2 separate regions of the Triticum aestivum genome follow, and region 2 is linked to region 1. A link is a contact called in public Hi-C data. All regions are on one chromosome and are shown on one strand. Each heading gives the region's core, a stretch centred on a gene start, on an enhancer-like site or on the middle of the called end of the contact. The rest is flanking DNA. Distances are from core to core; before and after follow the strand shown. Region 1 holds the start of LOC123045161 (potassium transporter 22). Region 2 holds the start of LOC123045162 (probable tetraacyldisaccharide 4'-kinase, mitochondrial).

Region 1 (5,962 bases), core at 2,646-5,145:
TACAGCTTGTGCTCCCTCGGCTCCACCTGCCGGAACAGGAACCGCTCCGACATGTCCACGTGCGGGACGGGGAGGTGCTTCACAGAGACGAAGAGCAGCACGGCGTGGATGGACGGGATCTTCTCGATCAGGTGCGGGAACACCGGCGGGATCCCCTGCACGAGGTCCGTGTAGAATAGCCCCACGCCGGGCACCTTGCGCAGGTCGCGGCCGTCCAGCAGCTCCCGCACCTTGTCCGGCGACACCGTGCGCTCCAGCTCGTACTTGTAGCGCTTCACGTGCACGTAGTGCCACACGATCATGACGGCCATGAGCACCGCCGAGATGACCACGGGGATGTACCCTCCGTGCAGGAACTTGTAGAGCACCGAGGAGAGGTAGACGGACTCGGACGCCATGAAGACGGCGAAGAAGAGCGCCACGCACCACACGTTCATCCTCCACACCAGGAGCATCACCACGGTGAGGAGCAGCGTGGTGATGAGCATGACGAGGACGACGCAGATGCCGTGCGCCTCGCCGATGACCACGGTGGTCTTGAACGCCACGGTGACGACGCAGGCGGCGAAGCCCAGCAGGAAGTTAACCTCCGGGATGTAGAGCTGGCCCTGGTACTGCTTGGAGGTGTGCAGGATCTTGACACGCGGGAAGCATCCCAGCGCCTGCGAGTGGGAGATGGTGGCGAAGGCGCAGGAGATCATGGCCTGGCTGCCGATGATGGAGGCGGCAATGGCCAGGACGAAGGTCGGCCAGAAGAGGACCGTCGGGGTGGACCTGTAGAAGGTGTTGGCCACCTCCTCCGGGTACTTGCGGAGGAAGGCGGCCTGGCCGGCGTACGCGAGGAGCACGGAGGGGACGAGGCCGAAGCCGAAGCTGAGCTGGATGGAGCGGATGCTGAAGTAGCCGAGGTCGGCGAAGAGAGCCTCGGTGCCGGTGAAGCAGAGGAGGATGCCGCCGAGGGAGATCCAGGCGTCCTTCTTGTTGCGGCGGAAGTAGTCGGCGATGTACTTGGGATTGAAGGCCCGGAGGACGCCGATGTCGTGCTTGACGAGGTTGTACACGCCGACGCCACCGATGAGGAGCAGCCAGAGGATGATGACCGGCGCGAAGAAGTAGCCCACCTTGTCTGTGCCGAAGCGCTGTACCGAGAAGAGCGCCACCAGGATGGCCACCGTGATCCACACGATCTGGTCTGCATGCACGCAACATCCGTCCGTCGATCAGTTCAGCATTTTTGCCCAACAGGGTACTGAATCTTCTATGAGTACGAGCTTTGATCTTCTACTGCATGCATGCGCCTCGACCCTTGAGACCCTGAGAGTTTGGTACGTTGTTTCCCTGTACGTACGCTGCTAGTAGATGCATGTTGATGAAACATTTTACTCCAACATGTAAGCTACGACTAGGCTGGAGTAGTCGTACGTATACGTAACGTATGAAGGTGTATGGTGATTTGCAAGTTAGTATGATGGATGGGCGTCACATCCATTATAACTGCAAACATTAATTGAGGTTGCAATGATTCAGGGTGCGTGTCCTAGAGGTTTCACACGCCGTTAAGTATCGATAGAGATACTCCTACCATCTCAAAGAAAAAGTATGGTTTTACTGTTGCTCTTGAGTTTAGAGAGTGACAGCCTATCTATCCTGAAAACTACGTACAGAGGGAGGGGATCCATGGATCGGTTCGGTTCTCGTATACACATCTCCGAATCATGCACGATTGAAATGCAAGATTTATTGATGTTTGTGACAAGTTAACACGCACCATTCATCACTGCGTGGAGAAGATGGTGTCGACCGCTAACGACTTATTACAAGACGTACCTACATCTACTGTACATGTGAGGTAGCATGCAGTAGCTGAACATTATATTCAGGTGTGTGCATCTCGAGTCTGAACACAAGAGGCGGAGCACAGTAGATGTTGGGTACTATGTCTGTCGAGCCTGTACTCGTACTCGTACGTGTGGATAGCAGTGAGGCTGCGTAAACACCACTATATATATACTACTACTATACATACCGATGGACCGATAACTGCTGGATGGCGATGGCGATGGCGATGGCGCCATCCGCAAAGTCGTCTCACATTTGCAATAATGCCTGGACGGCTGGGACTACAAGAGACCTACCTATATACACACTGACCCATCGGACATGGACGGATGGATGCTGTTTTTCTCGCATCAATTAATATGCCTCAAATGATTTTTGCTTTCCCTCGCTGCTCTATGCTGCGTTGCATCTAAATCACGCCACGCTACACTCCAGCTAGCTGGTCGTCGACCTCATCCATCGGGTTCACACTTGTTACCCATAAGCGGCCGGCTGATCGAGTTGTATGTGTATGATATTGATGCCTCTAGGCGCTAGTACGTACTCCCTCTGTTTCAAAATAGATGATCCAATTTTGTACTAACACAAGGTAGACCGAAAGATACTATATATGCATGGAACGTACCTGTAGTGAGGTGCGGCGCCTTCTCCTTGAGCCCTCCCACGGCGGACAGCACGGAGATGGCCGGCGTCAGGCAGGCGTCGCTGATCACCATGGCCGTGGCGAGGATGGTGAGCAGGAAGAGCGAGATGCGCACGGGCTTGCTCGTCTCCAGGAGCTCCTTCACCCGCTGCGCGCGGTACGCCGCCGGCGAGGCCAGCTGCAGCGTGGCCAGGGCGCGCCGCCGGCTGAAGGACTTGGGATCGTCCTGCTCCAGGATGTGCAGCTCGTCCTCCGCCTGCTGGTTCGGCACCAGGCTCACCTTGGCGTGCCGCGAGATGAGAGAGTAGAGCGCGAACGTACCGCCTGCATGCATGTCATGCAACAACTTCTTTAATTTGGGCCTTTGGTATATACTGCTAGTATCATGCATGCATGCTAACTACAGTAAAATAACCACAAACATTCCCATGCATCTACTCGATCGTAGGATATGATGCACAATATGAGAAGTATTACTACGTTGATCGCTAACTACAGTACGAACTAGTTCACTGTTATAATAACAATTAATTAATAACAACAAACACATGCACGGCCACTCGACCCACTTCATTTTGGAAAACCTTGTTGTTTAGGAAGAGACGACAAGAGACGGTGGTGTACCATGCATGCACCAAACGATCAGTTTTGCCGTTGGGTCGGGGGTCCAATTAAGCTGCTGGTACATGCAGATGCTGCGTCAATTTGCTGCATGCTAAGGTAGCTAGCTAGGTGCACCGTACGTACGTGTAACACGTCGCGCAATCTAATTACTACGATCGAGTACAAAGAAAGAAGAAAGAGGAAGAGGATGAAGCGAGGAAGGAAATCTGCATGCGTGCGTACCGTCCCCGTCGTCGTTGGCGCGGAGGGCGATGTAGACGTACTTGACCATGGTGAAGAGTATGAAGCTGTAGATGATGAGGGAGAGGACGCCGAGGAGGTCGTCGGTGTGCCGGACGCCGGCGGTGAAGGTGCTGGAGTAAACGTAGAGGGGCGACGTGCCGATGTCGCCGTAGAGCACACCGACGCACTGGAACGCGAGGCGCAGCGTCTTGCCCCACCGCTCATGGCCGTGGTGGCTGGCGCCGCCGGCCCTGGAGGCGTCCCGGTACAGCGAGTCCTGCCGCTGCACCACCTCCGGCATGTCCAGCGCGCACTCCACCTCCAGCACCTCATCATCACCACCCTTGTGTTGCTGCTCAGCCATCGATCGATCCTACCAGCCGGCTAGATGACTAAGCTTAATTGTTGAGAAGGATCCAAGAAGTAAGGGTGTAATTGGCTCGTGGAATAACATGCCAGTATCTAGCTAGCTTGGTGCTCCTGGATGGATCTAGTCTCTCATGGCCTCGCCATGCAATCTTCCCTTTTATAATGAGCGCATCTCTCTGGTTAGAGATAGCGCGCGGTACTACTAGTTGTGGATCGCTGGAGTATGTGAACGGCAGGGTAGCAATTAATTAAGCTGCTACTGTGCGGAGTACATACGTGCTGCTGTGCTATGCGACCCGACCTGGATACGTTTTCAGATGGACGTTGATGGATCAACAGATTCCGTCCCCGCAATGGCTTTGGCTTGGCTTAGCTTACTTTTCGCCCATCACCCTTCGCGACTCATGGCGTCAGCGTCGGGCTCGGGCCACAAGGGAACTAACCGTGTGATCATAATTCATTGCTGTAGCTGTTGCTACGCCAAAGGAAATAAAAAAATCGATATCTTTCCATCACTGTGCAGTCTGTTTCAGCATGGATCCACGAATTCAACCACGCGTAGACAGACCTTGGATTCAGATGCAGGTTTACAGGTTGCTTAATAGTGATTGGCCGAGGATTGATTAAGATGCACGGGCCCACCGGTGAAAATCAGGGGAGGGCCAATTAGAAGAGCGAATGGTCCTCAACCTATAAAAACCTGTAGAATGAGCCTGTACGTGTAGCATTTTTGACGACCTCATGTCCGCCGCACGTACCTATGTCCGAGTGAGAAAAACGCTGCCTACCTATGTTGCTTGGATCCACTCATCGACCTCGGTGCAAGATCGTCTATCATCTCTTGTAGTAGCTCTCAGTCCAGAGATATACTACGTACTACTCCCTCCGTTCTCAAATAATTGTCTTTCTAGCCATCTTAAATGGACTACAACATACGGATGTATGTAGACATGTTTTAGAGTGTAGATTCACTCATTTTGCTCCATATGTAGTCACTTGTTGAAATCTCTAGAAAGACAATTATTTAGGAACGGAGGGAGTACTACTGGATTCAAGTTATCTCTCTTCTGTCTGGCCTTTATCTGTACATGGCTCTGTTTTCCTCAAGTAACCCAGTAGTACTATGCTCTTCCATCTCTTCTTCCTCAGCTACGAGTATACTCCCTCCGTCCTTTGAAGAGTGTACTTTCAACCTTATTGGAAAGTCAAACCTTTTTATGTTTGACCGTATTTATACAATAATGTACCAACATTTATGACATCAAATTAGTAGCATTAGATTCATGATAAAATATATTTTCATCATATACCTATTTGGTTTCATAAACATTGATATATTTTTGCACATATTCGGTCAAACATTGAGATGTTTGACCCTCCAACAAAGTTGGAAGTACACTCTTTAAAGGACGGAGGGAGTAGTACACAGGAAGCGCCATCCATGCCCAGCTTGTTTACCACAAAAATAGTCTCCGCCATTATAGTTTCCTTGACAAATTACTAGTATTAACACTGACATGCATGTCCTTCTTTTACAACACTGACATGTCCTTTTTTCTCTGAACAACTCAACACGTAATCTGTAGTAGTAGTACGTCCTAGATTTCTGGTGGAGATTATGCAAGCTAGCTTATTGATTATTTATTAATTGTTCCAGGTATTGCTCTGTAGGTTCTTTGCCGATAAGCAAGTGTGCTTGCTTACCAGATTAATTCAACTGAAGATAGCCAAGAACACACTACCGGAACAGGGCCATACCCCGACGGCCAAAACAATGCCGACGGTCGTCGGCGGCTTGCTGGGAGATATGCCGACAGCCTGGTTCTGGCCGTCGGCGTACAAAGGCCGTCGGGTTACGCAGAGATAAGCCGACGGCACCCGTCGGCATAGAATGGCCGTCGGCCTAGCTACATATACGCCGACAGCTCCTGTCGGCTTACATAGGCCGTCGGCATACACGTGGGGCCCGGCCATCCCCTGGCTAACGGCGTCAGAGCTATGCCGACGGCCTAAACGGGGGGCCGTCGGCATAGGTCCGCAGGCCACGTCATTGATCCAGGCCGCACCATGCAGAGCCTATGCCGACGGCTGCCGTCGGCATATCTGCCACGTCAGTGATCCGCGGCACGCTGGTCGGATCTATGCCGACGGCTAGGCCGTCGGCATAGTTAGATTTTTTTTGGTACATATTTTTAATGCTTTTTTATGTATTATTATATCAACTAACATGTAACATGTTAAATATAAACATACATATGAATATAT
Region 2 (5,694 bases), core at 1,153-3,652, 570 kb after region 1:
CCCAATTGTTCGTTACTAGTAGACTCTGGGAAGGAATGGGTTTTGAACTTGCTAGTAAACTGTGTGGAATCAATGTGTAACATGATTATTATCCTGCTATGGCGTATTCAATCACTACGATATGATATGGTGCATGAAAAATATGTACCGCCACCGAAGGCCTCTGATGACTTTCTCCCGAGGTACATGAGATCCCTATAATTGGTGAGAGTATTTAGCACAGAAGAAATCATAAAAGGTAAGATGGCACGTGATGATCTTTGTCCAATGAAAGAAATGAAGAACCCTGAGTCTGTGTGTCGATGGATCATCCACTAGCTGGTCATGTGGCCTTGTCCATTGATGGGGTGTACTCAGCAGCGGATCAGACCGTGACGGCTGGCATGATTCTAAGAAGGACTGACGAAAGTGTTATATATGCAGTGTACAGATTTTTATTCAACAACAATGATGCGTTGGAGTTTGAAATCCATGTGTTGATGCATGGCATGGCATTAACACTGCAACACTGACGGACCTGTGAGTCCTTGGAGGCAATGGCTATTTTCTCAAGAGAGGGTTTATCACGATCAACATATGGCCATTTTGTGTCCAAGATCAATCACTCGACGACAAATGGGAGATTTTATTCCTTTGAAGCTTAAACGTGGTCAATAGGGTGGCAGTCTAGCAGATCGATTGGCGTCATACAGTCGCACTGAGCATAGCACTCGCTATTTTCAACAGTGTCCGCTCCTATTGTTGCCACATCACTCATATGAGTTTCTGAGCTTCCCGTTTGATCATCCCTTTTTTGGCTTAAGTAAGTAGCCTTCTTTGAGTATGTGATGTATTCTCAGTCGTGCTACTTACACCGGAGATGCTCCTAGCATGAGTGTTGCTTTCATTATTTGAGGCACTGTTGTATGACTACAGCTAGGACCACTATTTATTGATGATTTCTGCCTCTCGAATTAACCTTCTTACATGGAATAAATGTCTTTCAACCCCCCACACACAACCACAAAAATAATAATAATAATTCACTATGTGAAGGGGGACACGAGGGTGAGGCGACCATACGACGACCGAGAAAATCGGGTATTTGCCACTTTCAACATGCGGCTGTGCAAAATTGCCATTGTCAAGATATTCTTCATAAAATTGCCACCCAACTCATGGTCACTTTGATTACCATGCCATTTCCACTCTTTTATTGATTTTCCTTTTGTTTTCTCATTTTATATGCACCTGAAAGAACTAGACTGCCCTTGGCTATTCCAACCTCATCTGTTTCGTGCGTTGCTTGGTGTGGTCAAAATGCTGAAATGCTGGCTCACCAGCGTTGCTTGCCGCCGTAGATCATCCACACCCTCGCGCGCCAACAAAGCTCGTTGCTGGCTGCTCATCCACACCTGCCCGTCGACATGACTCGTTCTCATCTGCTCATCGCGTAGCTCGCCCACGCCTACATGCACCATTAGAGCGCTCTCGTCTACTCAACGACGTGGCACGCCCATGCCTGCACACCTGTGAAGCTTTCCATTGCCTGCTCGTGCACGCTTGTGTGCGCCGTTGCAGCTCACCTCCCCTGCTCGCCCACACCTGCGCTCACCGCTGCAGGTTGCCCCGCATCATGCTGGTGGAGTGACGGACTGGCGAGGGCGACGACGAACAACAACACCAATTGTGTGGGGGAAGCAGCTTGATACGTCCATGGAGGATGGAGAATAATGTGTGTAGGTGCTGAACATGGAGCATACGAACAACTTGTAAGCACAATTGTACACCCATGTAAGCTATACTTTGCTAGAACCTGTTACTACTTGTTCACGGATTGAAATCAAGCAAGCAAATCAAGAGAAAGAGATAATACAATATTATCCAGATGGACTAGGTTCCAAGCAGCCGTTGTGGTACTGCCATATCAGGGTACGTGTTGCGCAGCGTCCAGGAGATCGATGACGATGATGTCCAGGAGATCGACGTCAAGGCCGATCGACATCACGGCAACGTCCAGGAGATTCAGCCTACAGGCGATCTGCAACTCGCGGTGTTTTTGATTAATTGCGCGCATGTTAAGTGAGAACATAGCAAAGTACTGCGTACACGAAGTGACCGGGTACATGAAGACATTCAAGGGCAGTCTGGTCCTTTCATGTGCGTGTAAATGGAAAAATAAAAGGAAAATCGATAAAAGGTGGGAAATGGCATGGTAATCAAGGTAGGCATGAGCTGAGTGGCAATTTTATGAAACCCATCTTGACAGTGGCAATTTTGTGAAGCCACATGTTGAAAGTGGCAAATGCCCGGCTTTCTCACAATGACCAGCTCTCCTTTTTTCTTTCTATGGTTTTTTTTAGGAACTTCTATGGATTTTGTTAGTTCCCCGTCTAACCAGCACACCGAGTTTCAATCAAGCTTGTCGTCCATTGCTGGCTTAATGGGGGAAAAGGCCCAGCCCAACACCTCGTCACCTGGCGACAGGCGGCGGCGACCACCCCGGGGACTCCGATGGCGACGGAGAAGGCGCGGCAGCTCCTGGCCCGCCTCGCCGCCACCCCGGACGCCGCCGTTCCTAACCTTCCCTTCCTCCACCGCGCACTCCTCCCTCTCCTTTCCGCCGCCTCCGCCCTTCTCCGCCTCCCCGTCATCCTCTCCTCTCCGCTACGCTCGCGACGGACCCTACCGGTCCCCGTCATCAGCGTAGGAAACCTCACCTGGGGCGGCAACGGAAAGACACCCATGGTCGACTTCCTGGCCCGCAGGTTTCACATTATGGGCATCTCGCCACTCATCCTAACAAGGGTAAACTCGTCCTCCTAATGCTGCTTGCATGCTTGTACTTTTTCACATTTTTATTGGTTCTCATTCAATCATTTAGTTACACAGACAAAATTTTCAGTAAAAATGGGGGACTCTTCATGTCCTAAGCTAACGTTTCACAACTGTCGCCTAGTTCATTTCCAATACTTCATTTATATTTCTCGTGATGCTACCTTTGAACAAATCAGTCATAAAATTCGGTGCTGTAGGGTTATGCGGGTGGCGATGAATCTAAGATGCTCCGGAGGCGCCTTGCTGATACTTCCACCAAGATTGGTGTTGGCGCAAACCGGGCTGATGTGGGTTCTTCCATGTTGCAAAAGTACGGCCAAATCGATCCTTGTGATGCCTTCCGCCGGGAGAAGTTAGCGTGCAACCGGGTGGCAAGCGGTAAAAGTGCGAAAATTGGAGTCGCTATACTGGACGACGGAATGTAGGTATAAGTATTTGTTTTTCTTTTCTTGTATAGACAACTTATATGGATCAATCCATCAGTACCATGGAATCTTACTTGGAAAATAGCTAACACAGTGGCATCTTTTAAACTAATAATGGTCAAGCATAGCTGTTCCTTCAGGAAACACATGTTCTCATGTATGTATTCTCGGTTCTGTCTGTCGTTTCTTGTAGGCAGCACCGGAGCCTGCTTCGAGATGTGGAGATTGTGATGGTCAATGGGTTGACACCTTGGGGAAATACCCATTTCATTCCACGAGGACCCATGAGGGAACCGTTGAGCGCACTTACTCGAGCTGATATAGTGGTTATTCATCATGCGGATCTGGTAAACGATAGTCTCAGTAACTCAGACTTTCTTGTAACTTATTTGTGTTTCCTGTTTGAGTATTAAATGTTTAGCGTATATTGTTCTTGACATGAGGCACTGAAAGTGTGATGTTGAAGTAAGCCAGCACAAATTTAAGCTGTCACATAAAAATGTATTTATAGCAACCATGTGATTCTAAGTATTTAGAATTTAGAATTAAAATAATCCAAGGTGCTTTCTTACTTTCCCTCATTGTGAGCTGAAATTGCATCCGGAAAAGGTGGGGCTTAACCATTAGTGAATTCCGCACTGCAAGAAATGAGAGATGTTGGTATCTCTTTTACCTCAAGCACATGAATAATCTCATAGGTTGTTCTCTGAACTACCATTTGCTATTACACAGGCTTGTGAAGCGCAGCTGGAAACAATTGCACGTACAGTCCAGGATAGTGGCACAACATGTTCAGTGTTCTTTAGTAAATTGGCCCCATCACATGTTTTCGAGGTTCATCAACCATTACAGAGACTATCTCTTAATGTGTTGGATGGCATGATTGTGCTATGTGTTTCTGCGATTGGCTGCCCAGATGCTTTCATACATACAGTCAGAGAGGTACCTTTTTCCCTCACACTTCCTTTGTCTAGACCCTTTTAGCTTGGTGTGTCTTATCTAGAAATGGAATGCTGCCTGTTGTAATCCTACTCATTTTGAGAAGACAGTGTAAGTGTTTATAGAGGTTCATTGCCACTATGTTTTGCTGCTTATATATCATCAGACCTACTCCCTCCGTCCTCGAATAAGTGTACATCTAGGTTTTGTTCTAATTCAAAGTTTTAAAACTTTGACCAAATTTATAGGAAAAGCAGCAGCATTTATGGCACTACATTTGTATCGCTAGATTCGTTTTGACATGTACTTTCATAATATATCAATTAGTTGTCATACATGCTACTATTTTTTTCTATAAAGTTGGTCAAAATTTTAAAACTTTGACTTAGAACGAAAGCTAGATGTACACTTATTCGTGGACGGAGGGAGTAATTAATGTTTCCTAGGTGTATCACACCAACTCAAAACTGGATTTACAGATAACTTTATTAAGTTTTCATTTAAAGCCTTAAGATGTTCCTTTATGTTTTCCTTCATTCATGCTTAGCTGCCTACCTCACACTCTATCTTAAGACTAAGGTGGTCAGCCAAATAAACAATACATAGTCAAGTCACCCCACATCTGTAGTCGATATATTTTAAAAGAAATCCAACAAAACGCAAAGCTTGCGTCTCGATGCATTGATAGAAAGAAAGTATATACAAGCCTGGAAATATGCTAAACAACCGACCACTCAAGACCTAGACATGACCATGACCAAAGGTTGTTAGACACACGTTACAACCAATGCCACCAAACTACCTCTGGCCTACATGCCCACTAGTCGGCCACATAAGCACACAGAACGCCATAACCCACCAGGACCCCGAGATGAGATGAGAAGAGAGAGTCCGATTCTCTGTAAAAGAGGGCAGAACTAGGCTGCTCTCGCTTTGGATAGAGTCAATGGCGCTGCAGACCGCTGGACTCGCCTCAGAACTGCCACTGGCGCCCAAAATGCTGTACCACCACACCTCGCCACACCCCCTGCCAGTCAAAACATACGCCCAAGTGCCTCTGTGCCACCAAAGCGCCACATCACCGGATCCTCAGCATACCACTTCTCATGCCACCCAAGTTACCCGTGCTGGCACGATGCCGACACTAGTATCAAGTGCCAATGCATGTGCCGTCAACCCACGCGCCAATCGAGGGTCAACCTCCAAGAACAACGCCTCCAGGGAGGTAACAACATCGATGGGACTGGCATGGTCCGATTCAGCTCGGCAAAGTCGGATCTAGGTTTTCACCCGGAGGCCTAGACTACAAAAGGTGGGGGTAAATTGGGGCTCCTCGACAATGCCACTAAGGAGGAAACGTTGTCACAAGGCGCCGCCTTTGCAGGCACCGACAAGGTCGGGCCAGGCTTTCGTCCGGAGCCGCACGACCACCGCTCATGCCAAAGGTTATAATCCCGCAAAGGCACTTCCTCAAAAACCTAAAATCACCCGTAATTATGCTAGCCTGGAAACC

The links. Hi-C and Micro-C count contacts between places; a contact is called where the count stands out from the background.
Region 2: a contact with region 1 is called in a Hi-C map of leaf, with 5 times the contacts expected there. The contact joins the promoter of LOC123045162 here to the promoter of LOC123045161 in region 1. A contact is called at or near these places in 2 of 5 Hi-C or Micro-C datasets (both in leaf).

Annotation. Positions count from the first base shown.
Region 1 is chr2B:403,072,469-403,078,430 of IWGSC CS RefSeq v2.1, forward strand. LOC123045161 (potassium transporter 22) reads right to left here and starts at 3,896. Exons shown (of 3, transcript XM_044468104.1): 1 at 3,329-3,896; 2 at 2,465-2,806; 3 at 1-1,192. The coding sequence starts at 3,692.
Region 2 is chr2B:403,647,022-403,652,715 of IWGSC CS RefSeq v2.1, forward strand. LOC123045162 (probable tetraacyldisaccharide 4'-kinase, mitochondrial) reads left to right here and starts at 2,403. Exons shown (of 7, transcript XM_044468105.1): 1 at 2,403-2,787; 2 at 3,015-3,238; 3 at 3,436-3,589; 4 at 3,975-4,184. The coding sequence starts at 2,494.